Linked DNA regions of Mus musculus: regions 1, 2 and 3 are each linked to region 4. A link is a contact called in public Hi-C and HiChIP or PLAC-seq data. All regions are on one chromosome and are shown on one strand. Each heading gives the region's core, a stretch centred on a gene start, on an enhancer-like site or on the middle of the called end of the contact. The rest is flanking DNA. Distances are from core to core; before and after follow the strand shown.

Region 1 (4,182 bases), core at 1,274-3,773, 200 kb before region 4:
TGAGCCTTCACCCCCAGCCCCATTCTTATACATTTAAAAACTTAAGTCCGGTAATTTAGGAGACTTGTAGTCATCATAAATGTAAGAGAATGCTAAGTTTTTACTGGTTAACTCTCTGTTTTGTTTCTCTTTGCCCTTAAAAGAAAATAAACATAAAAAAATCAGGCAGTGATGGTACACAACTTTAATCCCAGTACTCTGGAGGCAGAAGCAGGTGGATCTCTGTGAGTTCAAGGACACACTGGTCTACAGAGCAAGTTCCAGGACGTACAGAGCTGAACAGAAGCAAGCAAGCAAACAAAAACCTCATTTATTCCAACTCTATTAGAGCTGGAAGAAATAAAATAGTCATTCATGTTCTCTGTACAGTTTAAAGAAATAGAGAAAATGCAAAATAGATAGAATGTTGCTTCTATTCTTCAAGAATTTAAAATATGCTTTAAAATAACCAGAAAGTTTCAGGGCCTGTGAGATGGGTCAGTAGATAAAGGCATTTGACCCTAAGTTGGGAGATACGAGGAACTAAATGGTGCATAGAGGGAACTGACTTTCTCAAATTGTGCTCTGACTTCCACATGTGCATGGTGGCATGTGAATACCCCATACACATAAACTCACAGAGCACATGTATTCATGTGTGTGCCCACACATACAAGGACACAGACGCACGCGAGTGCGCGTGCACACACACACACACACACACAAATGTAATAATGAAAGTGAGCATTTAAGCCAGGCAGTGGTGGTGCACCCCTTTGATCCCAGCACTTGGGAGGCAGAGGCAGGCAGATTTCTGAGTTTGAGGCCAGCCTGGTCTACAGAGTGAGTTCCAGGACAGCCAGGGCTACACAGAGAAACCCTGTTTTGAAAAAACAAACAAACAAACAAACAAAAAACAAAACAAAACAAAAAATGAGCATTTAATAGGATGCAAATTCCGCTCAGGAAGCTGAAAGTTTGCCTCACACATACAAGGCTCTGGGCTTAATCCAGCACCATAAAGAATGGGAGCAGAAAGGAGAGATTGGAGGAGGAGGGGAGAAAGGGAGAGAGGAGGAAAGGAGGACAGGGGCTGTTACTTTATGTGAATAAGAAAGTACAAGTTGATACTTCTGTATTGGTGATCTGAGAGCAAAGGTAACCTAGAGACAAACCTTCATGAGCCATGTATGGGCATTACGGTGGTTTGAATAGGTATGGCCCATGGAAAGTGTCTCTATTAGGAGGCATGTCCTTGTTGAAACAGGTGTGGCCTTGTTTTTTTGTTTGTTTGTTTGTTTGTTTGTTTTTGTTTTTTTTGTGTGTGTCCAGAAAGTCAAAATTCTTGGTTTTATTATGTACAATTCATGCACATGTCTGCACAAAGGTATGTTCTGACAAACAAAAGTTACAGTTTTATCACACAGAGACAGGTCTCAAAGACTTAGTACAGAATATATTCCATTCAGAAGTGAATTAAACCTAGAAACCTAAAGTGAGTTACAAAAAGCAGGGGATTTAAATATTGCATTTCTTATGCAAAGGTTTGAGCACCTCCAGTACATTTCTTTCTTTCTTTTTTTTTAATTAGGTATTTTCCTCGTTTACATTTTCAATGCTATCCCAAAGGTCCCCCATACTCAACCCCCCAACTCCCTACCCACCCACTTCCCCTTTTTGGTCCTGGCTTTCCCCTGTACTGGGGCATATACAGTTTGCAAGTCCAGTGGGCCTCTCTTTCCAGTGATGGCCAACTAGGCCATCTTTTGATACATATGCAGCTAGAGTCAAGAGCTCCCGGGTACTGGTTAGTTCATATTGTTGTTCCATCTATAGGGTTGCAGTTCCCTTTAGCTCCTTGGGTACTTTCTCTAGCTCCTCCATTAGGGGCCGTGTGACCCATCCAATAGCTGACTGTGATCATCCACTTCTGTGTTTGCTAGGCCCCAGGTGTGGCCTTGTTGGAGGAAGTGTGTCACTGTGGGTTGGGCTTTCAAGTACCCTCCTATGCTCAGGCTCCACCCAGTGCAGATGATAGACTCCTCTGGGCTGCCTTTGGATCAAAAGGTAGAATTCTAGGCTCCTTCAGCACCATGTCTGCCTGGACACTGCCAAGCTTCCTGCCATGATGAACCTCTGAAACTGTAAGCCAACTTCAATGAAATGTTTTATGTATAGGAGTGACCTTGGTCAAGGTATCTCTTCATAGCAATAAAACCCTAACTAAGACAGGCAGAAAGGAAATGGCTCAGTGTCTGGAATAGGCTTGAAATGCTATGGGGAAAGAATAAAACTAACTGAGTGAGTGGGAGAAATAGCTCAAGCATTGGGAGCACAATAGGGTCCAGAAGCCAGGCTCTTTAAATTGGTGGTTCTCAGTCTGTGGGACCTGACTTCTTTAGGGGGTCAATCAACCCTAACACAGGGGCCACCTAAGACCATAGGAAACCGGGTATTTACATCGTGATTCATAACAGCAGCAGAGTTACAAGTGGGAAGTAGCAACAAAAATAATTTTATGCTTGGGTGTCACCACCACATGAGGAACTGCATCCAAGGGCCACAGCAGCAAGAGGGAGACTGAGAATCACTGCTTTAAATGATTAATACGGATTCTTTAGTGAACCAGTGTGTGAGCATAGCACGAGACTTCTGCAAAATCAATAGGCTTGGGAAGGGAGCTGGCTCACCCGGACAGCACACCTTCACATGCGGACAGCACACCTTCACATGCTTTCGGGCAGAACAAAGGATTTAAGAGACAGTGTTGGGAAGAGAGAAGGAAGGTGCATTTCACCATCTAGTGAAAGGTAAGTAACAAAGTCAAAATACTTTGTTACAAAAGTTTAGGTCAGCCAAAGGGAACAAAGAAAAAGTAATGCCAGCAGCCAGCAGCCAGCAGCCAGCAGCCAGCAGCCAGCAGCCAGCAGCCAGCAGCCAGCAGCCAGCAGCCAGCAGCCAGCAGCCAGCAGCCAGCAGCCAGCAGCCAGCAGCCAGCAGCCAGCAGCCAGCAGCCAGCAGCCAGCAGCCAGCAGCAAACCTACACATCGATCTTCCATCCTTGTTCTGTGCCTAACCTGGCCACACATGGAGATGAATAGACCACATTTGTAATTTGTTTGGACCTTTTCCCTATATATTATATCCATATATATATATTCTGAAGCACTTAAGCTTACATATTTGAGTATATATTTAAGTGGGTTTTGTTGCTGTTGTTGTTTTGTTTTGTTTTGTTTTGTTTTGTTTTGTTTTGTTTTGTTTTGTTTTGTTTGAGACAGGGTTTCTCCATATGGCCCTGGCTGTCTTGGGCTCACTCTGTAGACCAGGCTGGCCTTGAACTCAGAAATTCACCTGCCTCTGCCTCCCAAGTGCTGGGATTAAAGGAGTGTGCCACCACCCCTGGCTAACTGTTTTTTTTTTTTTGTTTTTTTTTTTTTTTTTTTTTTTGTGTGTGTGTGTTAATTATTATTATTCTTTTGTGGTGGTGGGCAGGGTGAGTCACACATCAAAGTGTGAAAGCTACCCTCTTCTTTTGGCAAGCTAAATTTAAAACAGCAAAGGAGGTAGCTGCACTTATGGAACTGGCATCACCTCATATATATATATATATATATATATATATATATATATATATATATTTTTTTTTTTTTAAATTAGGTATTTTCTTCATTTACATTTCCAGTGCTATCCCAAAAGTCCCTCATACCCTCCCCCACCTATTCCCCTACCAACACACTCCCACTTCTTGGGCCTGTTGTTCCCCTACACTGAGGCATATAAAGTTTGCACGACCAATGGGCCTTTCCACTGATGGACAACTAGGCCATCTTCTGATACATATGCAGCTAGAGACACGAGCTCCGGGGGGTACTGGTTAGTTCATATTGTTGTTCCACCTATAGGGTTGCAGATCCCTTTAGCTCCTTGGGTACTTTCTCTAGCTCCTGCATTAGGGGCCCTGTGATCCATCCAATAGTTAACTGTGAGCATCCACTTCTGTGTTTGCTAGGCCCCAGATTAGTCTCACAAGAGACAGCTATATCTGGGTCCTTTCAGCAAAATCTTGCTAGTGTATGCAATGGTGTCAGCATTTGGAGGCTGATGATGGGATGGATCCCCAGATATGGCAGTCTCTAGATGGTCTGTCCTTTCGTCTCAGCTCCAAACTTTGTCTCTGTAACTCGATCCATGGGTGTTTTG
Region 2 (4,492 bases), core at 1,869-4,368, 240 kb before region 4:
TTTATTTTTATTTATTTATTTATTTATTTTTGGTTTTTTTTGAGACAGGGTTTTGAGACAGGGTTTCTCTGGCTGTCCTGGAACTCACTCTGTAGACCAGGCTGGCCTCGAACTCAGAAATTCGCCTGTCTCTGTTTCCTGAGTGCTGGGATTAAAGGTGTGCGCCATCACGCCCGGCTCTATATTTTAACTTTTATGGATTATACAAAAACAGTATTTTTTTCCCAACTGACTTGTGTGTGTGTGTGTGTGTGTGTGTGTGTGTGTGTGTGTGTGTGTGTATGAGAGAGAGAGAGAGAGAGAGAGAGAGAGAGAGAGAGAGAGAGAGAGAGAGAATGCCCCCATTTGGAGCTTTTTTTGTGCTGGAATTTAGAAAGATTGCTAAGTCAATCCCAATGGGTTAAGACAAAGGTTTACTGGCAAAATTTGTAAAAATGCATGGTCATCAAAAAGCAAAACCCAGGTCACCACTCTCTGTGTCCCTCCCCACCCCTCCCTCCAGTATCTCTCGTTCTTATACAGAGACGTGCACTACAGTCCAGAGGCCTCCTGCAGCGTACAGCATAGCTTCACCATTCCGGAAGTGCCTACTCACTGTTGACAGGAAGTAAATTTTTGTTTTTGGTAGTGGAATAAAAGCTTGCCTGTTAACACACGCTTTGGGGTTGGGGGACCAGCATGTACTGGAGTTGTCGTAGTTAAGGACCTATCAAAAGAGCTATGTCCACGGAAAGCAGGATCTAGACCCAGCTACTTTCAGACTGAGATGGCCCAGAGGGTGAAAGGCAAAGCTCAAACAAGGGCGTGTGTGCTGACCAGTTTAGGTTCCTCATTGGTCACCTCGAGGCGGATGCCCCCTCCTGTCCCCAGGGGAGGTGTTGGGGATTGGTCTTCAGACTTGGAGGTGTGGGTTGCCAAGATTAGTAACATCAGTTTGTGTGGCCCTCTGAGAAGCTGAAACACAAGCCGAGAGTGGAATGAAATTACTCATCAGATCAGCACAGGGTTGAGAGTGAATGTACAGGTTGGTTCTGGACTACGACAGATGGCTTCATAGAGACGCTGTAGGCTGAGTACTGAGAATTCTCCAATCAGAGCTGTTGCCTTAATTCTCAGTGTGGACTTGTACAGCATTTCAATGTGTTCTAAGGTTACAAAATGATTAAAATAAAGGTTTTATACAACTAAAGGTTTCTGTTTTTCAGGTTTATTATTAGTATCATTAGCATTTGTGCCCACAGAGGTTCCCCCAGATGCCAGAAGAGGACATCGGATTCTTTGAATCTTGAGTTACCGGGGATTGTTCTGCCCCAAACGTGGTTGATGGGAACCAAACTCATGCCTAACAGCTGAAACATCTCTCCAACCACCACTAAATAATCCTGAATAAGAATGAAACAGCTAAACTGAGCGGAGGTGTTGCACGCCTTTAATCCCAGCACTCGGGAGACTGAGGCAGGTGAATCTCTGAGTTTGAGGGCAGCTTGGTCTATAGAATGAGTTCCAGGATGGCCAGGGATACATAGAAAAACCCTCTCTCCATAAACAAACAAACAAACAGATAAATATAATAAAACAACTAAAGATTAGCAAATACCAGAGAGAGAGAATCTCAAATGAAAAGAGAAAACAGAGCAAACAAGCAAACAGAACCCTCACTGGTTATATGTAAAGAAACCTAAAGTCCTTACTCTGATCTAAAGCCCCCCTCGCCATGTGGCTGCTTCCTGCTGTGGGCTGACCTCTGTGCCTAACTCAATGACATGGCTCTCCTAGTTAAACTCCTTCCCATTTTTTTTTTTCTCTAAAAACAAGAAAAAGAAAAAAAGAAAAATGAGGTTAAGAAGCTCTCCGAAGAGAGAAAAAGATGAGAAAGCATCGGTGGCTGAGAACCCCACATCCAAAGAGCAGAAGTCCGAGGGAGTCAGAGAAAGCTCAAGGAGAAAGGAAGTCAGGGAGGAAATGTCAGCATTAACTAAAGGTAAGAAAATGTAGGCAGACATATTCCTGGTTCCAACCAGGTGGAGAGAGACAGGTGTACACTGATATCCTGTGAAACTGTAAGAATATAGACGCCAGAAGGAGGGGAGGAGGGAAGGGAGAGAGGAGGGGAGGGAGAGAGGAAGGGAGGGAGGGAAAGAGAAGGCAAGAGATGAAGGGAGGAAGGGAAGGAAGGAAGGAAGGGAGGGAGGGAGGGAGGGAAGGAGGGAGGGAGGGAGGGAGGAAGGAAGGAAGGAAGGAAGGAAGGAAGGAAGGAAGGAAGGAAGGAAGGAAAGAAGGAAGGAAAGATAGTGACATCATAAGAAATTTAAAATGGCTGCAACTTTGTTTGCTTTTTCTCAGACAAGGACTCTCTACTTAGTCCTGGCTGTGCTGGAACTTGGCATGTAGACCAGGCTAGCCTTGAGGTTATACAGATCTACCTGCCTCTGCCTCCCAGATGCTGGTATTAAAGGTGTGTCCCACTACGCTTGGCTCCTTATTTGCTTTTTGAGACACTCTTAACTCTGTAGACCAGACGAGGATAGATCTCACTATGTAACCCAGGCTGGCCTTGAGGTCACAACAATCCTCCTGCCTCTAGCTATTGTATGTTAAGTCAGGTATGACCAGCACCTCCCAAGTTTCTAAACAGAAAAAAAAAAACAAACAAACAAAACAAAAAAACAAACAAACAAAAAAACCTGGCTCCAACATTCTGAAAGAAAAAAATATTTCCTCCCTTGGCCCTACTGAAATGTCTATTAATATGAAGACCAAATAAAAACATATTAAATCAAGAACTATCTAAAAAACTGTATATTTCAAGAATCTTTTCCCTGAGGATCTACTGGAGAATGTCTTCCACAAAATCAAAGTAAATCAAATTAAGTGGAATGCCGTGGGGGCGGGAATTGTCAAGATGATGAAGGAGGACATTCCAGGGAGTCAGGTTCCCCCCATCAGGCTGCAGGTGGGAGACTCCGTCTCTCATGGCTGTGCCTTTACCCTGTCTCATCCACCTGACCTGCTGATTCACTGAGGCAAAAGAGGCTTTAAATTGAGTAAGAGGAAGTTGGAGGCCGTGAGCAGGAGATCCAAACCACAGGAAAGGCAAAGTGAATTCAACAACTTATGACAAAAAAAGAGAAGCCCTTGATTGACAGTTGTGTGTTAGGTTAGATTACAAAGGGCCCTGACAGGAGAGGTGACACCTCCAGAAGACTGGAAGAGAGAAGACCATTAGGGAAGGGGGAGGAAGAAGAGGAGAATAGCGACAGATGCTTGCACATGAGAGTGTGTGCACACACACGCACATACATGCACGCACACAGCTGCACACACAGGTGCACACATGCATGCACACACATACACACATGTGTACATGCAGAACAGCAAGAGAAAGGTATGACATATGATGATTTTATGTGTACACTAGAAATCTCAGCTGTGAAAGCACACACACACACACACACACACACACACACACACACAGACCCAGTACCATCCAGACTGAGAACCCAGTTAACAAGGAACAAGATCAAGTCAGATAAGATTTGAAATGCAAGGAAACAACTCAACATGAAGAAACTTGTTCACGTCATTTGATATTTTATATTACCGAACCGCCTTTTCACTTTTTACATCTATGCTGAAAACGCATTTGATGTAAAGGGAGCATTCTCTCCTTTCTCCTGCAGAACTGGGCACACAACCTGGATCAAGGTGCATGCCAGGCAAGGGCCATACAGTGAGCTTTACTCTGATTTCAATCCATCTTTTACTAAAGCTACCACACCACCAAATGACCCTTGGTAGGCTAGAAGTAAATAGAACCCCCATTTATACATATATGGGGATACAATGAGAAATAGCATATTTACCAATATACTATTGTAGGAATTTCTGTTACTGCACGGAGCATGTACAGCATACCGTTTCTGTTGCTGCCCTCGTCAGTGTGTTTTGATGAGTGCGGAATATTCTGGTCTGTCGTCTGCTCACCGTGTAAACTCTGGTGCTTAATTTGCACGTTTCTCATTAGTTGAAAAATCCAGGCAGTCATATAAGCCTGTGTATGACATAGGCCTAGCCATTCAGACAGGCTGAAGGAAAACCAAGGCAGGAATTAACCCAGGGAGGATAGACCAGGAGCCACTCTGGCCTCCTGGGATCCAGTGCTAGCAGCATTTCTCAGCTTTCCTAATTCCGTGACCTTTAATACAGTTCCCATGTTGTGGAGCCCCCCTCCCCCATAAAATTGTTTCATTGCTACTTCATCGCTGTAATTCTGCTACTATAAATATCTGATATGCAGGATATCTGATACATGAACCACATGGGGGTCATGACCCACAGGTTGAGAACCACTGGGTTCACAGGCCCCACTGTTGGTGTTGTCCTTAGCTAGTGCTGAGGCTGCCAGGCTGCCATCCAGTAGTGACAGCGGTAACAGGGTGGCCGGATGAGTTTCTTTCCCATCTGACTCCAGCTGCTCAGTCTACGTGACTGT
Region 3 (4,458 bases), core at 1,075-3,574, 130 kb before region 4:
GTCTAACAGTCACCCAAGAGATTAAAAAAGATTGCACCAAGCCTCTCTATAGTTTTATTCAGGTTGAGTATTTTTTCAAATTTTATTAGATATTTTCTTCATTTACATTTTAAATGTTATCCCAAAAGTCCCCTATACCCTCCCCCGGCCCTGCTCCCCTACCCACCCACTCCCCCTTCTTGGCCCTGGTGTTCCCCTGTACTGGGGTATATAAAGTTTGCAAGACCAAGGAACCTCTCTTCCCAATGGTGGCCTACTAGGCAATCTTCTGCTACATATGCAGCTAGATATGCAGCTAGAGACACGAGCTCTGGGGGTACTGGGTAGTTCATATTGTTGTTCCACCTATAGGGTTGTAGACCCCTTCATCTCCTTGGGTACTTTCTCTAGCTCCTCCATTGGGGGCCCTGTGTTCCATCCAATAGATGACTGTGAACATCCACTTCTGTATTTGCCAGGCACTGTCCTAGCCTCAGAAGAGATAGCTATATCAGGGTCCCTTCAGCAAAATCTTGCTGGCATATGCAATAGTGTCTGCGTTTGGTGGCTGATTATGGGATGGATCCCTGGGTGGGGCAGTCTCTAGATGGTCCATCCTTTCGTCTAAGCTCCAAACTTTGTCTCTGTAACTCCTTCCATGGGTATTTTGTTCCCTGTTCTAAGAAGGAACGAAGTATCCATGCATTGGTCTTCCTTTTTGATTTTCTTGTGTTTTGCAAATTGTATCTTGGGTATTCTAAGTTTCTGGGCTAATATCCACTTATCAGTGAGTGCATATCAAATGAGTTCTTTTGTGATTGGGTTACCTCACTCAGGATGATATCCTCCAGATACATCCATTTGCCTAAGAATTTCATAAATTCATTGTTTTTAATAGCTGAGTAGTATTCCTCTGTGTAAATGTAACACATTTTATGTATCTATTCTTCTGTTGAGGGACATCTGACTTCTTTCCAGCTTCTGGCTATTATAAATAAGTCATTAATATTCTCCTAGCCAAAAAAAAAAAAAGGACCAGGACCAGAGGGGTTTAGTGCAGAGTTCTATCAGATCTTCAAAGACCTAATTCCAACACTCCTCAAACTATTCCACAACATAGAAACAGAAGGTACTCTACCTAATTCATTCTATGAAGCCATAATTACTCTGATATCTAAACCACACAAAGATCAAACAAAGAAAGAGAACTTCAGACCAATTTTCCTTATGAATACCGTGTTGAGTTTTGAGTGTTAAATCTCGCAAAGGAAATATCAAACAAACTCTGTGTCAGAGGTATGGGCTGTAGGTGTGAAGCATCTATGTACCTCCAGGTGTGATTTTTACCTCTCTCTGTCCCAGTGGTGTTAAGTTCCTTTCTGAGAAAGGACATTTTCCTCAGGGACAGGAATCTGGAACCAAGCCTTCACTCATGTATTTGAATCCTTGGTCACCAGCTGATGGCACTGTTTGGGAAGGTTAGACCTTTAGGAGGTACAGCCTTGCTCGAAAAGTGTGTTACTGGAGGTAGCTTTATGGTTGTAGAGCCTGGCTTCTCTTCCAGTCTCTCCCTTTGTTTTGTTTTGTTTTGTTTTTTGATTGTTGTTATTTGTTTGTTTGTGTTTGTTTTTTGTTTTGTTTTGTTTTTGTGTGTGGAAGAAATGTAATCTCTCTACTTGCAGTCTGCCAGGCAGGGCTTATGGTCCAGCTGCCTTGCCTTCCCTGACTATGGGTTCTGTCCTTCTTTAAGTCAAAATAAATTCTTTTCCGTCCTAACTTGCTTTATGTCAGGATAGCTAATCACAGCAACAGAAAAGCAACCCATACAGCTGCTATACCCAATTTTCTCTGGAGCCGGGCTCCATGAATCATCTGGTCCATGAAGCTCATGATCACATAGGAAATTTGAGAGTATTCTGTAAAATGCAGAATTAAGTCAATGCCTCTGTCGCCCTAGACTTCAGGTTGTTAGTAGGCCAGATTCTGCTTCCAGTAAGTTTTAAACAGGAAGAGTTAGCATTTACAGCCAAGACTGGTTGGCTACTCTCCAGGGTTTGAGTTTCTGGGTTTTTCTATCATCAATTAGTTGAAAACTTGCAGGTAAATGTGTTTTTATTTATAATAGCTATTCTGATATGCAGGTTCCTGGAGACAACCAGCAGGTGAAAGTGTATATGACAGTGAACAACAAAATGTGGCCAGACAACTGTGGATACAAGCCAATTATCCCAGGAGCAGAGGAGATCCACAGCCTCTTCCTTTTGTCCCCATGGAGGTAGCAGGCTGTCTGACTGTAACAGCCAATATTCTTCACAATAGAGAAAGGACCAGAAACCCTTTCATTGAGAAGGAAGTTGCTGTGCAGAGATTTCATGTCAGGCTCTGGGTGACTCATCCTCTACTCTGTGTGTAAGAATTATGTTCTATTGAAATTCTCACCGAGACCAGAAAATGATGCTGCTTGCTGCAGGCAGGAAAGCAAGACATTTCTGAAAACTACTTATTACAAAGAATGAATTTTTAATAGGTGGCAAATTACATTTCATAAATATCAGACTAAACTGTCAAAGCCTTAGTATATTCTCCAAACAAATCCCAATCAACACAACAACATTCCTTGTTGCTCTTCAGAATCTAGGAAACAATTTTTTTGACTTTCAAATGTATTATTTTTCTAGCCAAGGGCAGAAAATAATCTCTGTTGTGTCAAATCAGTTTACAACTAGTACTTAGTTGTATGTAGGTTACAAAGGAATTCTCTATATCCATGTTAAATATAATACTACATTCTTTGCACAATTATTTCCAACTAGAATAGGAAGAGCACATTAGAACGGTCAACAATGACACAAAATGCTTGTGTTATTTTAAGCATGATTTACTTCTGATTGGGTGAACTTAACTTTCACGGAAATCTCACTATTATATTACAAAGATGAATTTCAATGCCATAGGGTTTTATTGCTGTGAAGAGAAACCATGACCACCACAACTCTCACAAAGGAAATCATTTAGTTGGTGCTGACTTACACTTTCAGAGGTTTCGTCCATTATCTTCATGGCAAAAAGCATGGCAGCGTGCAGGCAGACATGGTGTACATGGAGCTGAACATTCCACATCTTGATTCACAGGCAGCAAGAAGAGAACTCTTGAGTTTCCAAGACCTCAAAGCCCACCCCCTCAGTGACATACTTCCTCTGGCAAGGCCAAACTTACTTGAACAAGGCCATACCTCCTAACACTACCACTCCTAAGCATTCAAACCCATGAGTCTATGAGGGCCATTCCTATTCAAACCACCTCAGTCTATAATTAGATGCTTATGTATTCATTTCTCTTTCTCTTTCTCTCTCTTTCTCTCTCTCCCTCTCCCTTCCTTCCTTCCTTTCTTCCTTCCTTCCTTCCTTTCTTTCTTTCCTTCCTTTCTTTCCTTCCTTTCTTTCCTTCCTTCCTTCCTTCCTTCCTCTCTCTCTCTTCTTTCTTTCTTTCTTTCTTTCTTTCTTTCTTTCTTTCTTTCTTTCTATATTTTAACATGGTATCTCAGAATGTAGCTCTTACTAACCTAGATGCTTTTATGTAGGGTAAGGTTGTCTTAAACTCAACAGCCTCTTTCCTTCCTCAGTTGCTCAAATTCTAGGTTTATAAATGCAAGCCATAGTGCTAGGCTATGTTTTCATTTTACATACATCTTGAAAGGATTTCTAACAGTACTTGGGAAACTACTATTAATATTCCCCAGATGGCAACAATTTAGTGTGTAAGAAATCAGCTCAGATTTATCCCTGATCTCAGACAAGGCTATACAAAACACAAGAAGCCAAAGTAGATGTTAAATATTAACTATACCTGTAGCTTCATACTCCTCTGTATCTGCCCAAGGTTTCTAAAAACATAACTAGATATTTAGTTAGACACCAAATTGAGATTATCATTGTTCAGATTTCTTTTCTAAGGTGTCAAGCCTAGAGGTTAGGAAACACATTTTTTAAAACTACCAAAATCAGCCATGGTAGTAGACATCTGTAATCTCAGCACTTGGAAGACTGGGGCAGGAGGATTGCCACAAATTCCTAGACAGCCTGGACTACAAAATGAGTTCCAAGCTAGCCTAGGCAAGAGAGGGAAGCTGTCTCAAAAAAGGAGACCAAAACATCTCAAATAACCAACCAGTTTTTATAAATCTGAGCAAATGAATGTTCTTGGAGGAAGCACAAGATCAGCACAGCAGCAAGTGGTAATGACCAGGGTGATCATGGGAAATAGACCAAGGATGGTTGAAAGGGAGGTTTTCTTAAAAGACCTGTGGAGGTACTGAGAAGAACTAAAGAACACTGACAATTGATTCTCTCTTCCATCCTGCCACCCTCTTCCACTGTTACTAACCGAAATTGCTTTCCCTAAACAAAAATTCAGAATTCTGAATAAGTAAAAAACTTCCATCATTGAGAAGTAACTCTTTACTATTTGTGTGGAGCATA
Region 4 (4,735 bases), core at 1,912-4,411:
CAGTAGACATTCATGCAGAGTGTATCTTACATACTGACAGCTTTGACCTTACACCCTCTGTGTATAACAGGACATTGCTTTATATATTATTTTCAACAGGAATGCGGCTGTAACCTGATTCAGAGTAGTTTCACTTAGCTTGTGGCTTTAGCGTTTTTGTTGTGGGTATACTATTATTTAATCAACTCTGTGAGCATTTTTATAATTTTTACTTTTCCAAGCATAGAAGTGGGCCAAGGAGAGGATTCAGCCAGGAAAGATGCTTGCTATCAAGTTGAAGACTTGTGTTCAATCCTTGGAACCCACACAGTAGAAGGAGAGAATCAACTTTCACAAGGTGTTCTCAGACTTACACATCTGTGCACTTACATCTGTGCACTTACCATGCACACACACACACACACACACACACACACAAACACACAAGAAAAGGTTTAAAAAAGAACCAAAGTACTTTAAGTAGTGTCTTCTGTGTTTCCATGGTTGATCTACTCAGTTTTGAACCCGAGTTAATCTGAATAAGGAGTTATTTAGTTTGGATTCTAGATCTGTGTTACAGATGCTGCTTACATGGTTCACATGAGGACGGTAGCTGTAGACAATTACCGAGGTGTGCATTTTCTAGCACACAAATGCATTTGTAGTGCCAAAGAATGCCTCATATCCCTACCAGTTTCTTAACAGCATATGGCCAGATTTCCAGGTGGAAAATACAGAATTTTGTCAATTTTCAAATTAAAGTTTTTTCTTAGATTATTTCTCCTGTGATAATCAGTAATTTTTTTCAGACAGGGAGTGGTGGTGCATTTCTATGATACCAGCACATTGGAAGCCAGGCTATCGAGTAAGGCTGTTCTTCCAAACATCTAAAAATCAAGTGTCATCATCATCATCAACAACAACAACAACAACAGCAATAAAAAAAAAAACCAACCAAAACCCTAGCATAGAAGCAGGCAGGTCTTAATGAGCTCAGGGCCATTCTGGTCTACATCTAGTCTTGCAAGTCTACTTTTAGCATATCGCAAGCAAGCAAGCAAGCAAGCAAGCAAGCAAGCAAGCAAGCAACCAATATTAACCAAAATGAATCAGTAAATATGAGAACCAAGGCCTGGAATATGCATGTCTGCAATTGTGGAACAACAGGATAAAATTAACTTTTCAACATTCTCAAAGGAAATCTTAGATTGGCCGTTCCTTTCTGTCTTTCTGGAGATAGCATCTCACTTTACCCCTTAGCCCAGGCTAGCCCTGAACTCTTGCTCTTCCTAGCTTAGCCTCCTTTATACTGGCATGTGGATTTCACAAGCCCTTATTATTCACATCTCTGAGGTAAGAAAATAAAAGTAGGAATTTCCCCAACCACATTTCACCCCCAGCATCTACATGATTCATCTTATGAGAGCTCACATGTTTTCCCAGGTTTCTTGACTTGTTCCCTTCCTCTTCAGATTGGGAAACTGTAGGGGAGTTTCGAGGCCAGTTTTCTTGGGAGAAACTGAAAGTATGATTTTAAGAGGTTCGGTCATTACTTCTTAATAATTGCTTTTCATTCCCAATTAATTGAAAATTATCTTCAAGCAAATTGAAGGGTAAGGGTATAAGGTAACATTAATTATAAAGTCAACATATCCTTATAGGATGGGAAAGCTCATCCCGGTTGAGCCAATGAAATTCACAATGTTGAACAAGAAGCAAAAACCATCATGAGGAGTTTGTGACTCAAGTGATCAGCAAAAATCAGATGTTTCAAAAGGTTTCACAGTAGCATGTAAAAGCTGTGTCCACAGAACTTAGAAATAGCTTGAAAGAAGTTATATAGGCTCTTTCAGCTATACTTTGGAAAACAGTACCCAAGCAGCAGCAATATCTAAAGGGATCTCCACAACTAGATGTCCCGCACCAGTTAATTCTGTTCCGTGTTGTCCTCCTTTCCTTGGCTCTGAGATCAACAGTGTATTTTCTGCTTCTTACGAAGAGAAGCCTACATGCCAGTGTCCCACTGAGATGCACGTCCAGACTGTTGTCAGAGTCAGAGTATTGTCAGAACTTGCCTCTCCCTTCCTAGAACCACACAGCTTCCTGTCTTGGTTGTTTATGGATTTGAGGCATTGCATAGTCACTTGCTTAAGAATAAATTGTATTCATTAATTGAATGCTCATCAATTAACTTCATGATCAAAATATGTCAGTGTAATTGTACCTTTCGATTTAGTCTTGTGAGAATAAAACATTGTTTCCAAAGCTTAGTGAACAGTAAAAGCATACTTGATTTTAGTAAGATACCCTCCCCGCCTACCTACTGATAACTGATCTAGAGACTGAGAGCTGCAGCTCGCCCCGTCGGGTTGATGTCTTAACCTGATATCAAAGACTGCATTCCAGAAGGAAGCAAGAGTAGTGTTGAGGAGTCTGTGGCTATCTAATACCAGCTCAACACACACAGGTCTGGAAGACTGACTCAGAGAGACAGACATTTGTGGTCCTGCATTTTTTTTCCTTGTAATCTATCTACTTACACTTTTTTTGAAGTTCTTCTGTAAAAGTTCGGAATTGTATCACTTGAAACTCTAAATTGAGGCCCTTGGTATTACGAAGATCATATGCCCCAGTACAGGGGAATGCCAAGGCCAGGAATCAGGAGTGGGTGGCTTGGGGAGCAGGGTAGGCGGGGAGGGTATAGGGGGATTTGGGGATAGCATTTGAAATGTAAATGAAGAAAATATCTAATAAAATGCCTTAAACATTAAAGTACAAAATGATTAGAAGAAAAATTAACTCGTTACTATATTCTACATGTCAGATTCAGTAGGCATTAGGCATAGCATGAAAATATAGTTAGTATTCAATGCAAATTAGGATACTAAAAATTAGACATATTTAAAAAAATATGTCTGTAAAATTCAGATGGTTTCAGTTTGGCAAACAAAAATATTTCCTGCTAGCTTAACACAATGAAAAGAAAGTCATGGTTCATGAGTTAAACATTTAGAATGAAAGTTGATGAGGGATCTTTCTCTGTCTGTGAACTTTTCTACAGTCTCTGTCCCCCCCCCCCCCCACACACACAACAGCCCCCGTGTGCACTCATGCATGTAGCCAATGTATCCATGGATTAGCTTGCTTGTGGGTGTCCTAAGGCTCTAGCAGATACAGAACTTCCTCATTCCCATGCAGGACGAATGAGTGAGTTATTTCTTGCATAATCATTTTCTAAAAGTCCAAGCTGTGCTCTGGACTAGCCACCCTGAAGCACGGAACAAAAGCCTTTGGGAACCCTGTTAGCAAAGAGGTGTAATATGCTTTTGTTTTATGTTTTGAATTTAAAGCGTGTGTGTGTGTGTGTGTGTGTGTGTGTGTACAGAGGACACTTTGTATGTTGGTCTCTCCTGTCTTTACATAGGTTCAAGAGATAGAACGTAAGTTGTCAGGCTTGAACAGAAAGCAGTTTTATCTGCCATCTTACTTTGTTGTTCTTGTTTGGGGTGGTGGTTTGTCCATTTGTTTGAGAAAGAGAATTATATAGCCCTGACTGGCTTCAAGCCACCATGCAATACAGCATGACTTTGAACTTGTGACCCTTCTTTCCATACCTCCCGAGTGTGCTACCACATCTAGGTATAGCACGTGCTGAGGATCAAACCCGGGTGCTTTTTCTTCGGCGGCATTGTCAGCTCTTGGGATCTGTTGCTGATTGGCTTGTTCAGTGAGCTTTCCTCTCCTACCTCATGAGGGGAATTTTTTTTCATACAATCTTTAAAGAGAAGCTGGGGAGGGAAAGCAGTGGAGAGATTTTGAGGAGACCTGGTGTTATCTGTGCCTATGGAATTTTGTTTCTTTTCGGTCTTTAATGTGAGGCAGGGCAGGGAGTGGAGAAGTCATTTTCACTGATGGAGTCTCATCACACAAGCAGCCTTCCTCTGCATATCATCCTCCGTGTAACCTGCAGACAGCACTCAGCAGGAGATGGTATCTCCTAACCAAATAAGCAGCAGGCAGTCTAACTCACTTATATAGAGCACAGTTCAAGCTCAATACAAGCTTAATACAGGCCATCCTTTGTCTTTATGTGTGGTGTGGTCTTCAAGTTTTGAATGATTGTTATTATTTGTAAAGTCATTTTGAATGTGTTTATTTATCATTGAAAGACAAAAGGATTTGTAGGTTATAAATAAACACTAATCGCACAAATATAGTATTCTCCATGGTAAGTGAGTGACATTCTTCTACTTAAATATACTGTAGACTTTTGCATGGAACTAAATCATTGTAAAAATACTAAAGACAGAAACTCGGCTGTTTAAAGACAAAACGACAATGTGCATCACTATTAATTACCAAGAAGAATGTAGGGGCTTCTGCATTCATAGACCTATGGGAGAAGCAGGTGGGCGTGAGTCTTGCAAATGGGTGTGTAATTTCCAACGGTGGCTGCTCTGGCTGAGATCCACAAGCCTGGGGAGAGATAAGAAAGCATTTGTGAAAACGTCACATTTGAGCCAAGATCTCAGAGGCAAAAGTAATGTCAAGGAGGCAAAACACAGAGAAAATTCCAGACAGGGACATGGCATGCTCAAGAACTGGGTCTAGCCTAGGAAGAAACCAACCAACAAAACCCCAAACCCACACAACCCAACTCAGCTCAGCAGCAGAACTCTTGCCTGGAAAGTGTGACTGGCAATCTGAGACCTGCATTTGATTACTGGAACCCATATAAAGTTGGAAAGAGAGAACT

What was found. Hi-C and Micro-C count contacts between places; a contact is called where the count stands out from the background. HiChIP or PLAC-seq counts read pairs in DNA pulled down with a chosen protein or histone mark.
Region 1: a Hi-C map of bone marrow-derived macrophages shows a contact between it and region 4, with 21 read pairs. The contact joins two enhancer-like sites. A contact is called at or near these places in 1 of 15 datasets of contacts at CTCF or cohesin (CD8 T cells), 2 of 484 Hi-C or Micro-C datasets (bone marrow-derived macrophages and myeloid progenitors) and 1 of 115 datasets of contacts at active chromatin or transcription factors (bone marrow-derived macrophages).
Region 2: a contact with region 4 is called in an H3K4me3 HiChIP or PLAC-seq map of bone marrow-derived macrophages, with 3 times the contacts expected there. The contact joins two enhancer-like sites. A contact is called at or near these places in 11 of 484 Hi-C or Micro-C datasets (3T3-L1-derived adipocytes, B cells, CD4 T cells and 7 more) and 3 of 115 datasets of contacts at active chromatin or transcription factors (bone marrow-derived dendritic cells, bone marrow-derived macrophages and regulatory T cells).
Region 3: an H3K4me3 HiChIP or PLAC-seq map of bone marrow-derived macrophages shows a contact between it and region 4, with 3 times the contacts expected there. The contact joins two enhancer-like sites. A contact is called at or near these places in 5 of 484 Hi-C or Micro-C datasets (CD4 T cells, CD8 T cells, Th17 cells and 2 more) and 1 of 115 datasets of contacts at active chromatin or transcription factors (bone marrow-derived macrophages).

The regions. Positions count from the first base shown.
Region 1 is chr13:117,151,197-117,155,378 of GRCm38.p6, reverse strand. No RefSeq gene overlaps it. Among named protein-coding and RNA genes, the nearest start is that of Gm6416, 23 kb to the right of the region's middle. Within about 2 kb of position 2,523, at least 7 of the 459 cell types and tissues checked have an H3K27ac peak or open chromatin away from gene starts, as enhancers often do. A contact at or near this core is called in bone marrow-derived macrophages, where this site is marked.
Region 2 is chr13:117,192,242-117,196,733 of GRCm38.p6, reverse strand. No RefSeq gene overlaps it. Among named protein-coding and RNA genes, the nearest start is that of Emb, 26 kb to the left of the region's middle. Within about 2 kb of position 3,118, at least 39 of the 459 cell types and tissues checked have an H3K27ac peak or open chromatin away from gene starts, as enhancers often do. A contact at or near this core is called in bone marrow-derived macrophages, where this site is marked.
Region 3 is chr13:117,077,402-117,081,859 of GRCm38.p6, reverse strand. It overlaps the pseudogene Gm29767. Among named protein-coding and RNA genes, the nearest start is that of Gm6416, 50 kb to the left of the region's middle. Within about 2 kb of position 2,324, at least 9 of the 459 cell types and tissues checked have an H3K27ac peak or open chromatin away from gene starts, as enhancers often do. A contact at or near this core is called in bone marrow-derived macrophages, where this site is marked.
Region 4 is chr13:116,948,172-116,952,906 of GRCm38.p6, reverse strand. The region is part of intron 3 of Parp8 (poly (ADP-ribose) polymerase family, member 8); the gene reads left to right. Among named protein-coding and RNA genes, the nearest start is that of Parp8, 75 kb to the left of the region's middle. Within about 2 kb of position 3,161, at least 44 of the 459 cell types and tissues checked have an H3K27ac peak or open chromatin away from gene starts, as enhancers often do. A contact at or near this core is called in bone marrow-derived macrophages, where this site is marked.